Regions from separate parts of the Triticum aestivum genome. Here region 2 is linked to region 1. Evidence: chromatin contacts called from public Hi-C data. All regions are on one chromosome and are shown on one strand. Each heading gives the region's core, a stretch centred on a gene start, on an enhancer-like site or on the middle of the called end of the contact. The rest is flanking DNA. Distances are from core to core; before and after follow the strand shown. Region 1 holds the start of LOC123042067 (histidine-rich glycoprotein). Region 2 has its middle 8.6 kb from the start of LOC123046682.

The links. Hi-C and Micro-C count contacts between places; a contact is called where the count stands out from the background.
Region 2: a Hi-C map of leaf shows a contact between it and region 1, with 5 times the contacts expected there. The contact joins the enhancer-like site here to the promoter of LOC123042067 in region 1. A contact is called at or near these places in 3 of 5 Hi-C or Micro-C datasets (all in leaf).

What each region holds. Positions count from the first base shown.
Region 1 is chr2B:681,699,826-681,706,225 of IWGSC CS RefSeq v2.1, forward strand. LOC123042067 (histidine-rich glycoprotein) reads left to right here and starts at 1,989. Exons shown (of 2, transcript XM_044464592.1): 1 at 1,989-2,242; 2 at 2,343-3,067. The coding sequence starts at 2,094. The coding sequence ends at 2,628.
Region 2 is chr2B:681,920,038-681,926,490 of IWGSC CS RefSeq v2.1, forward strand. No RefSeq gene overlaps it. Among protein-coding and RNA genes, the nearest start is that of LOC123046682, 8.6 kb to the left of the region's middle. Within about 2 kb of position 3,509, at least 4 of the 8 cell types and tissues checked have an H3K27ac peak or open chromatin away from gene starts, as enhancers often do. A contact at or near this core is called in leaf, where this site is marked.

The sequences.
Region 1 (6,400 bases), core at 739-3,238:
GGCCAGACAGCCGGTGGTTTCATTCGCGAGGCCTGTTTCTTGGAAACTTACACGAGGCAACGGCTAGCAACAAGGACCAGCGCATTTTACTTCACCATTTTTCTGTCCACGAAAGCTGCCTTGCTAGTGGATCTCCGGTGTACACCTTACGTGCAAGGTCCACCTGTCAGCTGCCGGAGTATATTAAGAAAACAAAAGGCTCGTACGTCTATCGTCTAACATGTACAAATACGGTTATACGGCAATACCGCCCATGCTTCTAGGACCTGCCTGATCTCATACCCTGCGCACATCGCCGTGAACATACGCTAAACTACTACTCCCTCCGTCCGGAAATACTTGTCATCAAAATGAATAAAAGGGATGTATCTAGATGTATTTTAGTTTGAGATACATCTCTTTTTGTCCATTTTGATGACAAGTATTCTCGGACAGAGGGAGTACAAAGCACGCTGGCCCTAGTACGAAGTACCCGACGTTTTTTGATAAAAAACGCAGTTTTGCTAGAACTCATCTAGATGAGATATAATTTGGTCTCATTCACCTTTTATAGCCATTGGATGTGATGCTATAAGATGCGTGTGTGCTGACGTGGGTTGTATTTATTCTTGTTTTTAAAGTGAATGAGACCAAATTATATCTCATTTAGATGAGTTTTAGGTACTCAAAAAAACGTAGCAACAACAAATCTATCTCATGAAGCCCGTAGATTTCACCTTACCTGCACTGGAGTGCATGTGCAGCGGAGAATCGTTTAGGCAAATCTAGGCCTTAAACAAGCTTATTCAAGGCTTCATTAGGGGGAAAGCTCTCGGATTCCCTCGCCACGTTACGGCCACCTACGAACGGAGGCCATGACGCACGAGGCGTCGGGTCGTTTTGCCTTCGGCCGGGAGGAACCGGCTCGCCAAAGGCATCTCGGGTGCCGGTGGTTCGGGGGGCACCGGCCGGAGCCCCGCACGTGGCCGGATCGCACCCATGCGCACGCCGTGGTGCTCTGCGATCGAAGCTCCGTCTAGTCGCCGCCATGTGACGCTAGAAAAGTTCCATGACCGTTCTAGCAGCTGTTGGTTACGGTGGACGAGATTCTATCACGGCGTGTTGCTGTGGCACCGGTTAATGTCTCGGCGTTGGTCGCCGTGAACCAGATGCTACGGCGTGTCACTGTGCCAGAGGTTAATGTCTCGGCGTTGGACTGGCCTGGAGTGTTGTTTTCTTCAAGGAGGAGGATGAGGACGACGACGGCGAAGACGAGAGATTTGAACGGTAAACCGGGTGCTTGCTTACAATGGTTTTAATGGCGGGCCGCTTTCGACGACGACGGACGCTCTTGTCGTGCTCTGAGCTAAAAGGACGCCTGCGAAGGCGACAAGAGCTGGTGCTCTCTTTTTTCTCCCACGGGGGCGGGAGGGATGTGCTCATTCCGCGCTGTTAAGACAATGACCCCCGATGACATATGTACACGGGTTGCATAATTTAGGTGCAACTTCGCAGGAAAACAAAACAAATAATATGGGAGGTGCTGTCATTTCCTTGCTATCATATTGCATCTGAATTGGTCCAAGCAAGACCGTATTCAGTCCAGTGCAGTGCGTCAATGGGTGCAGACTATTTCAGCACATGTCCGCTGGATACAGTGGTAAACACATGGATGATGGATCATGTTTATCGAACCCAAGTTATGAAGCATCTTGTACAATCTAAACAGCAAATGGCTGTTAAGAGTAAGAATACTGTACCAATGGAGAAGTATTATCCGATTCATTTCTCTGCGATTTACCATGTGCAAAGGTCGATGCAGAGAGTGGTTCTTGGTGCAGAATCGATCGTTCAGGACCGTTTCCATCAGACCAAAAACAAAAAAATGTAAAGCTCCGGTTCCTTGCCTTTGGCTTCTATTCATGGCACTGCTCTCCTCCGGTGTGAATTAGCAGCCTCTCAACGTTCGTCGGAGGCTAAAAATGGAGCTGGGCCGTGCCCTATTTGTGCACACCCCCCGGAAGACGGCAAGCCAGCCGAGCCTCCTTGACATTTAGTGCCATGTCAAGGCGGCATTGCTCCCAATTCTAAGGCTGTTCGCCGCCGCAGGCAGCATGATGAAGGGGGCCGGCGCCATGAGCACGATGAAGCCGCCGTCATCGCCCTTGTACTACGTCCACGAGGCGGACGGCCACGGCCACCACTACCTCGAGGAGTGCTCCCTCTGCGGCAAGTCCCTCTCCGGCGACATCTTCATGTACAGGTCCGTCAATCGGCCAGGCGTTCAGTCCCAGCTGCAATGCGATTATGCGACCATCTTGTCTGGGACTCTGGATACGTGACTACGTACGTGTGTTGTGCAGGGGTGACACGCCGTTCTGCAGCGAGGAGTGCAGGCATCAGCAGATCGAGGTGGACAGGGCGAGGCACCGGCGGAAGAAGCACGCGGCGGCGCACGCGGTGTCGGCGGCGCGGAAGGAGCAGCACCGGCACCACCACCACCACCACCACCACCATCATCATCACCGTCAGCACCAGCACCAGCACCAGCCGCATCAGCCGCCGCCGGAGCCGCGGACGGCCATGGTGGGCTCCGCCCCGTGGGCCGACGCCGGGTTCGCCGCGAGGAGCCCCGCGTTGCGCGTGTGACGCTCCCATCAAACCGCACCCGATCTTCGGCGACCTCAGTCTGGCACACGTACGTACAGTACAGGACGACGGACATATACGTACACGTACTCATACGTCTACGACTACACGCGCCAGCATACGGGTTTAGGGACCGGTTGCATATACTAGTGGTGTACGTACGTACACGCCTGATCGAGGGTCCCGTTGTTCCACGGGCGGCTGGACATGGAGGTTTTTTCACAAATAGTGTGTCCCGATCGAGGTTAGAACTTTAGAGCCACGAGAGTGCGAGCCATTGTTGCATGCAATGCAATGCATGGGCTCCCTCTCCATCTTTCTCGCCCCAGATTAACTTGGCTGTTTGTTCTGCTTTTGTGGAATGGGATTGATTTTCCGTACCAAACGCTCTAGATGTAAATCTTGTTGTTACTTTGATCAATATATGTGTTTTCTTGTACACGTTCCTGAACCCTGAATGGAAGTGCAACGAGACAGAGAAAGTGTGGCTGCATGATACTACTAGCATGTAGGAAAAACCGAACATAATAGTCAGGTTCAGAGTTCAGAGTGGTGATGCATCGAAGGTTCAGAGCTTCTTGCTCACTGTTTCTGTAGCAGCGCCGATTCCGGAGTGGATTTGACAGTGTCATCGCATCGCCAAGGATGGCGACGTGAGACATATTTTAGTGCGCATACTTGCGGACCAAGGCGATCTCGATTCACTATGAAAGATTAGTTCTGTAATCAAGTATCCCAATACTCCGAGACGAATCAAAATTGGACGGCCAATGGAGTCACTCAGCGGCATAAACTATGCCGGTCTAGCTTCTTTTAAAAGTCACCCGAGATGCGTAGGATCGGATGCCCCCACTAATATTGTAACGAATGCAATCGATCCCATAGATCGTGTGCAAGATTTCTTGCCTGGTTTCCCGGCATCTTCTTCGCGACGCCCGACAAGCACAACGGGAAGTGCATATTCCCGCGAGCAATTCATTCACCTTTTCTCAGCCAGCATCTATATGAACTACTCTACTGCCGTAGGAAACGTTGGAGTCCCACCACAATTTCTAAAGCAAATCCTACGATGAAACTAGCTACCGAACTAGACGAGATCACCGAGGCATAAAGAAATGCGATGGTGCGGTTTACCATGGCATCACCGAGTCCGTCCACCTGTGCGGGTGAAGTGTGTCCCCCCAGCGTGAGCCGCGGGCTGGCTGGAATCCGGGGAACCAACTAATTGGAGTCAACTTTTCGTTATTCTACTCTTCCCGGACCTCAGCTGCTATGGATGCCACACTAGGTCTAGGTCAGGTCCGTGCCGTGCTACCTATGATCGCAATTTCTTAACGCTAGCTCTGCTCGGTGGTACCACCGGGGAGATTAACTAGTGGTGCTGCGTACAAAGGTGACCAGGATGCACGGCAGGATACCACCAAAACCTACCCCCGTTAACTAATGCTCCGCCCATCGCCAATAATTTGTCCACTTTTGTTGGGAGAGGCGATCTTGCATTTCTAAACGGTACGGTGTTCACATCATCATGGTGGTTTTGATTTTTTCCTGGGGTGAGGACGCATCATGGCATGGCAGTATAGTTTATTCACTACGTACTGCGATTGTTAATGGAAGGTGACCATTCTGCTGGTCGTTGGGGAGGCATGCGGTCACAATACGGGCGGGGCTAGTTAATTAACCGAGACGCGTCAGTGCATGGATCACGTCAGAGCGATCGCGGTGGAGTCTGTGGAGTCCGCTTACGTGGTACGTACTGGCGCTGCCACCACACTTGTTTATTGTTCTCCGTAGTGGCCGGTGACCTAAACCATGGCGCAGATTGCCAAAATAGCTACGCTCATGATCGTGATTGGCAGCAGGTGGGGGCTGCGCTCCTGTTTGTTGGAGAACCGAAAGCTAACCCGTGACGAGGAAAGCTCCGGAAAAGGGCCTTACGGTTTAATGGGCTGGTAGTACGGCGTTAGGCCCAGCCCATTTTCGCATCCGCTGGCCACTGCACATCGGCTCCGTTCAGTACTAATGAAACTCGTTTTTCATTTTGCAGTCGGCGTGTTCTCGTGCATGGAAACTTGTAGTGGAGTATGCAGCAAATCCTACGAAATTCAAAACGCGACAGGTAAACAGGAACAGAGGGAGTATAGGGTTAAATAGGACGAAGCTCCCAAGTTAATTATCGTTGATGCGAAATAAAGAGAGCTTCAGCTATGGTGAATCATACAGTTAAGAAGAGCTTACAGCCTGACTGCTGCAGACCAACACACATGACAAACCTGTTTTTACAGACCCGTCATCCGTAGTCCGTACATACATGGAATCAACTACTGTGTCCACAGTCCACGGCAGGACAATCAAAGAGATCACGCCGAGGAGTCGACATATTGATTGACTCATGAATACTGAATTATCATCCACAAAGAGGCGCGATCACGTAACTCGAGTGCTTGGCAGTGCACTGGAGTCGGTGACTGAAAAGCAGTTGTCTTATTGTCCGTCCACGAACTGTTTATCAGCTGCCCCCATTCGTTCCCTTGCCGGACCGACCAACCACCAGGCACCACCAGCCATCGGGCACCTGTTTTGGTTCAGTACAGTACTCCCTTAGGGTTTAGAGGGCCGCAGAGGTAACACATGCTACGAAGATGATCTCTGTCCTGGAAGATGAACCACGCAAATTCAGGGCGCCCAGTTGTGAACTTATCTTTTGAATTTGTGATCTTTTTTCATATGAATGAATATTTTTCAACATCGCAAACTTTTATCAATTTCATGAAAAAAATTCAATTTTTTTAAGTAAAAAATTCTTTAACCTTTTTGCAAGTCGATGAACTTTTTCGAATTTCAGAAACTTTTATCAAATTTGTGAACTTTGTTTTTTCAAAATTGTGAACTCTTTTTATTTTGCAAACTTTTTTTTCCAAATTTGTGAAATTTTTGTCAAACTCTTAACCTTTTTTCAAACCAATGAACTTTCAATTCCACGGACTTTTGTCACACTAGTAAGCTTGCGTTGCACATCTCGGCTAACACATGTAATCATATGTAGGATAATCTTCCCTAAAAATAATAGGTTAACTCTATTGAAAATTTTAAATTTTACACGAAGTGTATAGTACCTAATTCTTGGCATACATAATTTGAAATATCATTCTTCATAAATCAATATATCTTTCATGTACATTTCACCCAAACAGTTTGAATACCTTCTTCACTCAAGAAAACAATATGAATACTCTTTTTATTGCATGAGCCAAATTTAGAGTGCATGCTTTCTAATATGCTATCTATTTAGGAATAGACATAATAGTTCGTAACCAGGTTGATAGCATGTTCATCACCCAATTCTCCTCTCCTGAAGCAAGGTTACATGCAAATTACAATGCGGCACGTAGTTGTACATGAACAGTTGGATGAACTCGCATGACCCGACTCCATGCAGAAACCAGGAAAAAAGAATCAGAGATTCATATGAAAGTCCTAAGACAACAATAGCACCCCAAAGATGGGAAAGCAATCAACATGTTGTAGATATAATATTTGATGCATAATCATATCTATATCATCTTGTCTCGTCTTCTTGCACAATGCATGTCTCAGACCAACAATTATATTGTGGCCTCCCGCCTGCAATTTGAAGTTTCACAAGTTCCCAGCAATAAGTTTTAATATTATCCAACATCACATCTTTGTAACAACTACATAGAGCGATGGCACCAAATCAAATACAATATGTTTTCCATTAAATATTTCAAAATTGGGTGCAGTGTTGCAC
Region 2 (6,453 bases), core at 2,259-4,758, 220 kb after region 1:
TCATGGTGAGGTGCGGGGTCTGATGGTGTACCAGACCTAGAGGCAGATGGTTCATCATATTCAGGATCACGGCAACCGAGAAGGTTCGATAACCGCCTTAACTTCTTGGCCTGACGCTGTAACATGAACAAGTGTGTAAGATATCAAACTTCGCAACATAGACTGGCTCTCATAGTGAATGCGATATGTACCTTGAGGAATGCTCGTAGTGAACCATCATCATTGCCAGTTCCAACCGGTGTCTTCTCCAGAATAGACTGGCTCTCATCAGCTGCTTTCTTGATCTCGGTGCGCTGCGGATGAGAAAAAATGAATGCGTTAGCCATTCAAACATGTGTAATACGGTCAACAGGAAAGTAAAGAGGGGAACACTTTACCACATAGTTAATCACCGGAACAGCAGGGACTCCTTGCCCTAGCCTGACATCTCTGTTGTACTTCCCCTTTGCTAGATCCTCAAAGTTTACGGGTTCTTCAAGAATATCCTCATTATATGCCGGCGGGCATATCTCAACTCGAGTAGTTCCAATAAACCATCGTACGTAGTTATCAAAAGCAAGTGAGTTGTGCTCACGAAGCGGGGCGCGTGCAGTGCTACGAGCTTGCTCCACACAAAGCTGGAAGCGGGTAACATACGCAGAATGATGCTTGGCCCAGTCCTTTATCTTCCGTTGCCTTCTCCTGTCCAACCTGCGTGGTATAAAACCAAACATTAGCACAATCAAAAGGAGTCCCGATGATTAGACAATACGCACACATGCTCTCTTACCTATGAAGTGCTTTATCCGTGTCCACCCAATCCGGCGGGTGAGGCTGGAAAAGACCAAACTGACGATACACGCGATGCGGCAAATGAAACTCAACCGCCCAGTTGCATATCAGTGGGCACCGCATAAGCCAGAGATCCTTATCCCGCAAGCACATCGGGTTGAGGCGGAACTCCGCGGTGTACCCCAAGCTCTCACCCGCGCCATATGGCTGCCATTCCACCTATGAAACAGGGCAACAATGCAAATTTGATAACTATTTTTCAAGCAAGCATGAGAAAGGACTAAAGTAATGACCTCCTTACCTGCTCAGGCGTAATCGTGTCCAACTCGGCAATGTACTTTTGGTACATGAGATTGACATCGTTCGTCATCTCGGAAACGATATCCCACTTGTAAGCCCACGTGGGGCGCCGTAATTCGTCATGTTCATCTGCATACCAAGGATCAAACCTGACGCTCTTCGGGCGTCCAACAGGCAGACGCTCCCAGCTCCATACAGAAAGTAGAAGCAGATTACCACCAATGCCTGCACTAGGTGTGATCCTGCAACACGCATCATCCAGCTACATATGAAAGAAAAACAATGTTAACTTGACAGCAAGCTTGCATTGCTAATGAATAAATGAGTTGATCACAAAACAGACCAACTACCTGTCGGTACAAGTAGGCAAGAGTCGCTGAACCCCAGCTCCATTTGCTATCGAAGACGGTCAACGCCTTCAGCCACATCCATGGAGCGTTCTTGCCAGTGGAGTCAGGAAACAAAGTCCTCGACACAATGTACCACATATACACACGAGCATGTGTCTGGATCACATCATCAGTTGCATCCGGAGGGCACGTCGCAAAGTTATTTTGAATCCACGTGAAAGCAGCTCCGGCTGCCTTCCTTTCCCTCTTCTTCTTCTCTTCTCCCTCCTCTACATCATCCTCAGCCTCGGTAGGAGCCATACCGATAAGAGCAATCATCTGCTCGCGCCACCCATCAGAATCGGTGCTCATACATAGAGGCCTCCCGTCGATAGCAAGACCGGTGATCAACGAGACATCCTCGAGCGTCACGGTCATCTCCCCGGTCCGAAGATGGAAACTGTGGGTCTCTGGCCTCCACCGATCAACAAGAGCGGACACCAGTGGAGCGTTCAGATTCGGCGTGGACCGGCTGACCAACAGAATCCACGGGAGTAGTCCTGCCTGCTTGATGTACGGTGTGTACCGCTCATCGTAAGGCATGGCAGGACCAGAGACCCCGTGATACCGAATCTTCAGAGGTTCAAGCTTCTGCAAAAAACAAGTAATGACAAATCTTAGGGCATGTAAATTTCAACTAAAGGCAAATTTGCAAAATATTTAGATTACTCATTATTACCTTATCCTTCTCGCGCATCATGTAGGCCCGGTGTTGCACGTCGTAGACATCGTCCAGAAGCCAAACCATCCTTACAATTTCAAACAATAAACATATAAAAGTTCATCTTCATCTCAAATATCGGTATACACTAAACATATAACATGTGTTCAACTACAAGAATCTCAACATCTCCTTCTCACACAATGAATATGTCATATGTGTTCAAATAAACTAAACATCTAATATTTCAAATAAACTCAACATCTAATATTTGAAATAAACTGAACATCTAATATATATCTAAACAAACTTCTCATATATGTCTACAAAAATCAACATCTCATAGTTATCTATAAAAATAGGCATCTCATATATATCTAAAAAAACTAAACAATCTAGGGTTTCAACAACAAGAATCATATATTGTGAACTAATAAATAACACTACGGTACTACCAATATGAATACACATCCTAAATCGAGCAAACCAAACAAATCAAGGGTTCCATCAAATCTTGAACAAATCTCTAGAATGACAACAAATTTACGGAGCAAAAGAAAGAGAAGGGAAGAGTTTACCTAGTAGGATTGATTGGGGATCGAATCCACGGATCAAATTTTCAGATCTGAGAGGGATGTGGGGGGATTAGATGGGGGCGCCGCCGCCGCCGCTGCTCTCTGTCCAGAGAGCGGAGAGATGAAGAACTGCCTGGTCGGGCTGGGGCAGCCGCGCTTAAGTCACTGTGCAACGCCCAAGGGCTAGGCGCTGCACGTCAAAGTGGGGCGCCTAGCTCTTAGGCGCTGCACAGGTGCGTGTGGGGCCGCAACTGGACCAGGGCTGCCACGCTGGCAGGATGTGCGACGCCTAAGGGAAGGGCGTTGCACAGTAGGGTGCGGCGCCCAGCTGTCGGGCGCCACACTAAAGGGTTAGCAGAGTGAAATTTTTTACTGAACAGGTCAGTTTGTGATTTGATTTCTGCCTGAGGTCAAATCTGTGATTTCTGCCCCTCCACCCGCGCTTCAATTCCTTGTCGCCACGCCCCGTAGAGCAACAGCACAGGAATTGAATGCAGCCGCTGAGGCGCAGGTGATGTAATTTCTCCTTCCCTTTCCTCGCCGGCTCTTGTCAGGCGCCGGGCGCGGGCCCGCCTGCCAGCCCCTGCCGACCTCCCCGCTCCCGCTCTGCATACGGCTGCAATTGGCTTGGACCCTTTTCAGCTTTCGGAAAGCGGACGCCGACGGCCGGCCATGTGCCTGCTCGTAGCGCTCGCTCGCACGTCCTGCGTTGGAGTGGAAACGGGATTTGGGCAACGGGATTCGGGAAGAGCGGACCAGGGGAGGTTGGTTGGTTGGCTCGACCGACCGGTCGATGGATCGACCAGGCTTCACGGGCACGGATGGACTGCAACTGGGCTGGACGGACCCTCTTCTTCTCTGGTCGGTGATGGAGCCTTGGCGCCGACGCGCCTGCATTCAGTTGGATCCGTCCGTCGCGAAAGGCGACCGACGAGCGGGTCAAAAGGTCGTCCCTGGGCACGTTGCGTCGTCCGGTCCATGTTCTTGGGAGGGTGGTTGGGCTGGGCTGACGACGTGCAGGGTGCACAAGTGTACTACACTTTGTGTGCGTTGTGGTACTCCGCAGGAACATGGAGCGGCTACAAGTACAGCGTGACGGTGTGACGCTCACTGCACTGCGGCACTCTTGGTCGTTTCAGCCTTGACCCACGCGGGCGGCGGCCACCCCCCTACGGCCCTACCGTGCTGACCGGACCGGGTCAGGGTCTCAATGTTTGACGGGCACGGGCGGACACTGGGTCGCTGCCCGGTGCCCCTACAACAGTACAGCTGTGTTGTTTTTCATTCCGTATAATGAACCGCTGTTTTTTGAGTGTGTGGTCGCTAGGTTGGCTTGGAAAGAAGTGGAGTTGGTTTTTTATAAGAGTTTTAACTCCTTTTTAGAACTACTTCCTCTGTTCGGAATTACTTGTCGCAGAAATAGATGTATCTAGACATAGGGAGTAGTTAGTGGTTGGCTCTATAACAAGAGATTCTTACATTTGAATGTAGTCTCTTCTGCTGTCCTTTGGGGATTGTGGAATGGCAGGAACGATATTGTTTTTAGTAGTAGTAGAACTAAATGGATCTCTATCAAGTTATTTAGGGGACTGGACAAAACCTCACAAGGAACTGCTGGAAGGACGAACGGCTCAATTCAAAGACCACCTGCTGAAAAAGCTGAAGTTACCCCTGGAGCTCGAACCAGACTGAAGTGCACTGAGTCACCCGAGGATGGCAGATGAGATCCATGTGGTTTTTGTTCCAATGTCCTGAGCTTTGTAGTTTTTCCTGTTAAGAGGAGTAAATTTCGTTTCGAGCAGGGAGATGTAACTAGGTTTTGTTGTAATTGGTCCTAAGAGTCTGGTAGATTTTTGCTTCTCGTTTTGGTGAACTCTTGGGACACCATAGACCTGGCGTGTAGACCAGGAGTCTTCGTCGTTTGTGTGGTTTTGGTTTCGTTTCTATGAAATGGAGCTAGGGGCTCCCCTTTAATCGAACCCCCCCCCCCCCCCCGCGTTGATTTTGGTTCTTTTGGGCCTAACTCTTCCCTGGGATCATTATATAGTTTCACGGGCTCGACATAGTCAGTGCAGTCGTCAAGCAGCGCCAGGAATGGGCCTAACTCTTTCCTGGTTTTTAGGTGCTTCTTCAAGTTTTGTTAGAGTTTGTGTCCTGCTTAGGAAGATGAGACGTCGGCGGTTTCTTAAAGATGAAATAAGGTTCTCCCCGCCTAGCCCCTGTCCCGGTGGTGCGTCTAGCATCGTTGGAGGGTGTGTCGAGGTGTGTTCGCGGTGGATCTCGCGGGATTCAGTTGGTGGTTGTCTTTGGTGGATCCAATCAGAATCTGTCTTTGTTCGTCTTTGTTCACGTGTCTTCGGCTTGAAACCTTCCCATCTAAGCTTCTTCTCATCGGCGGCGGTTGTTGTTCTGGTGCGTTGCTCCTATGTGGTCTTAGCACGACGACTTCCCGACTGTCTTACAACAAGTTGTGCCCGGCTCCGGCGCGAGAGGGGTGATAATGGCGACGCACCTTCGGCTCGCTTCAGTGCTTGTAGTTGTCGCTAGGTGGTCTACAAATCTGGATGTAATTTTATTATTTCTTGTGTTCGTTGTACTGGCATGATTGGAGATGAATAGATCAAAAGTTTCCTGCAAAAAAAGTGTAGAATGTGTATGTAAAAAGTAGACATCAAAACATATATATGAAAAAATATTTATCATGCATTTAAAAAATCTTACACATGCATAAAACATCTTCCCACTGTATAAAAACGGTACAATGTTAGAAAATCAAAAAATATATCTGAAAAAATGTTAACCATGTATGTAGAAAATGTTAAACAGGTATTAAAAAATGATCCTGATGTATAAAAAAATGTTGATAGCATAAAAAAACTTTGTGACATTTAAAAAATATTCATGTGTTTGAAAAATTATATGTTACATTATAAAAATGCAATCATGTATTTGTAGAAATTTAAACATATATCAAATCAATTTCTTAGATGTACGTAAAAAATGTATAATGTTTATGAAAAAAGTAGAAATCAAACTTGTAATTGAAAAAAATGTTAATCATTATATTTTCAAAATGCTGATCATGTATTAACAAATGTAGACCTATATAAAAATTGTTCTTGATGTATATGAAAATTGTTGGCATCAACAACATTTGTTTTTAAAAATCTTAACCTTGTGTCTTAGAAATGCTAACATGTATAAAAATAAATGTTTCACATGTACATGAAAAATGTACATAGAAAACCAAGGAAAAGGATACAATGAACATAGAAAATAAAAAAACAATCAAAAAAGAGAAAAAAAGAGAAAAAAAAACCATAAAGAAAAACACATAAAAAGAAAGAAAGAAATAATCAAACTGAAACCGAAGAAAATTGATGAAAAAGAAAAAGAAATGAAGGAAGCGAAAAAATATCAATGAAAATCAAAGAAGGAAACAAAGAAAAAAAAAACCAAAGAAAATAGTGAAAACCGAGAAAAACAAATAAAACAAAAGTTATACTGAAGAAAAAAAGAAAAATCACAGAGAAAACCAGAGTATAGCCAATGCAGCGAGCGAATCCCAACGCTAGTGGGCCGGTCGCTCACGTTGGGCGTGACGCGAGAGCTCCTTCCATCTCGTTATAAGCGAGATATAGCTCTCACACAATTTGACGGGCTTTTCTAAAGAGATGCGGTGTAATTGGGCGGTCGACAGCATGCCGCGTGTTGGACGAGTTCTTAATCGTTAGACCTCAGTGATGGTGTCCTGAAT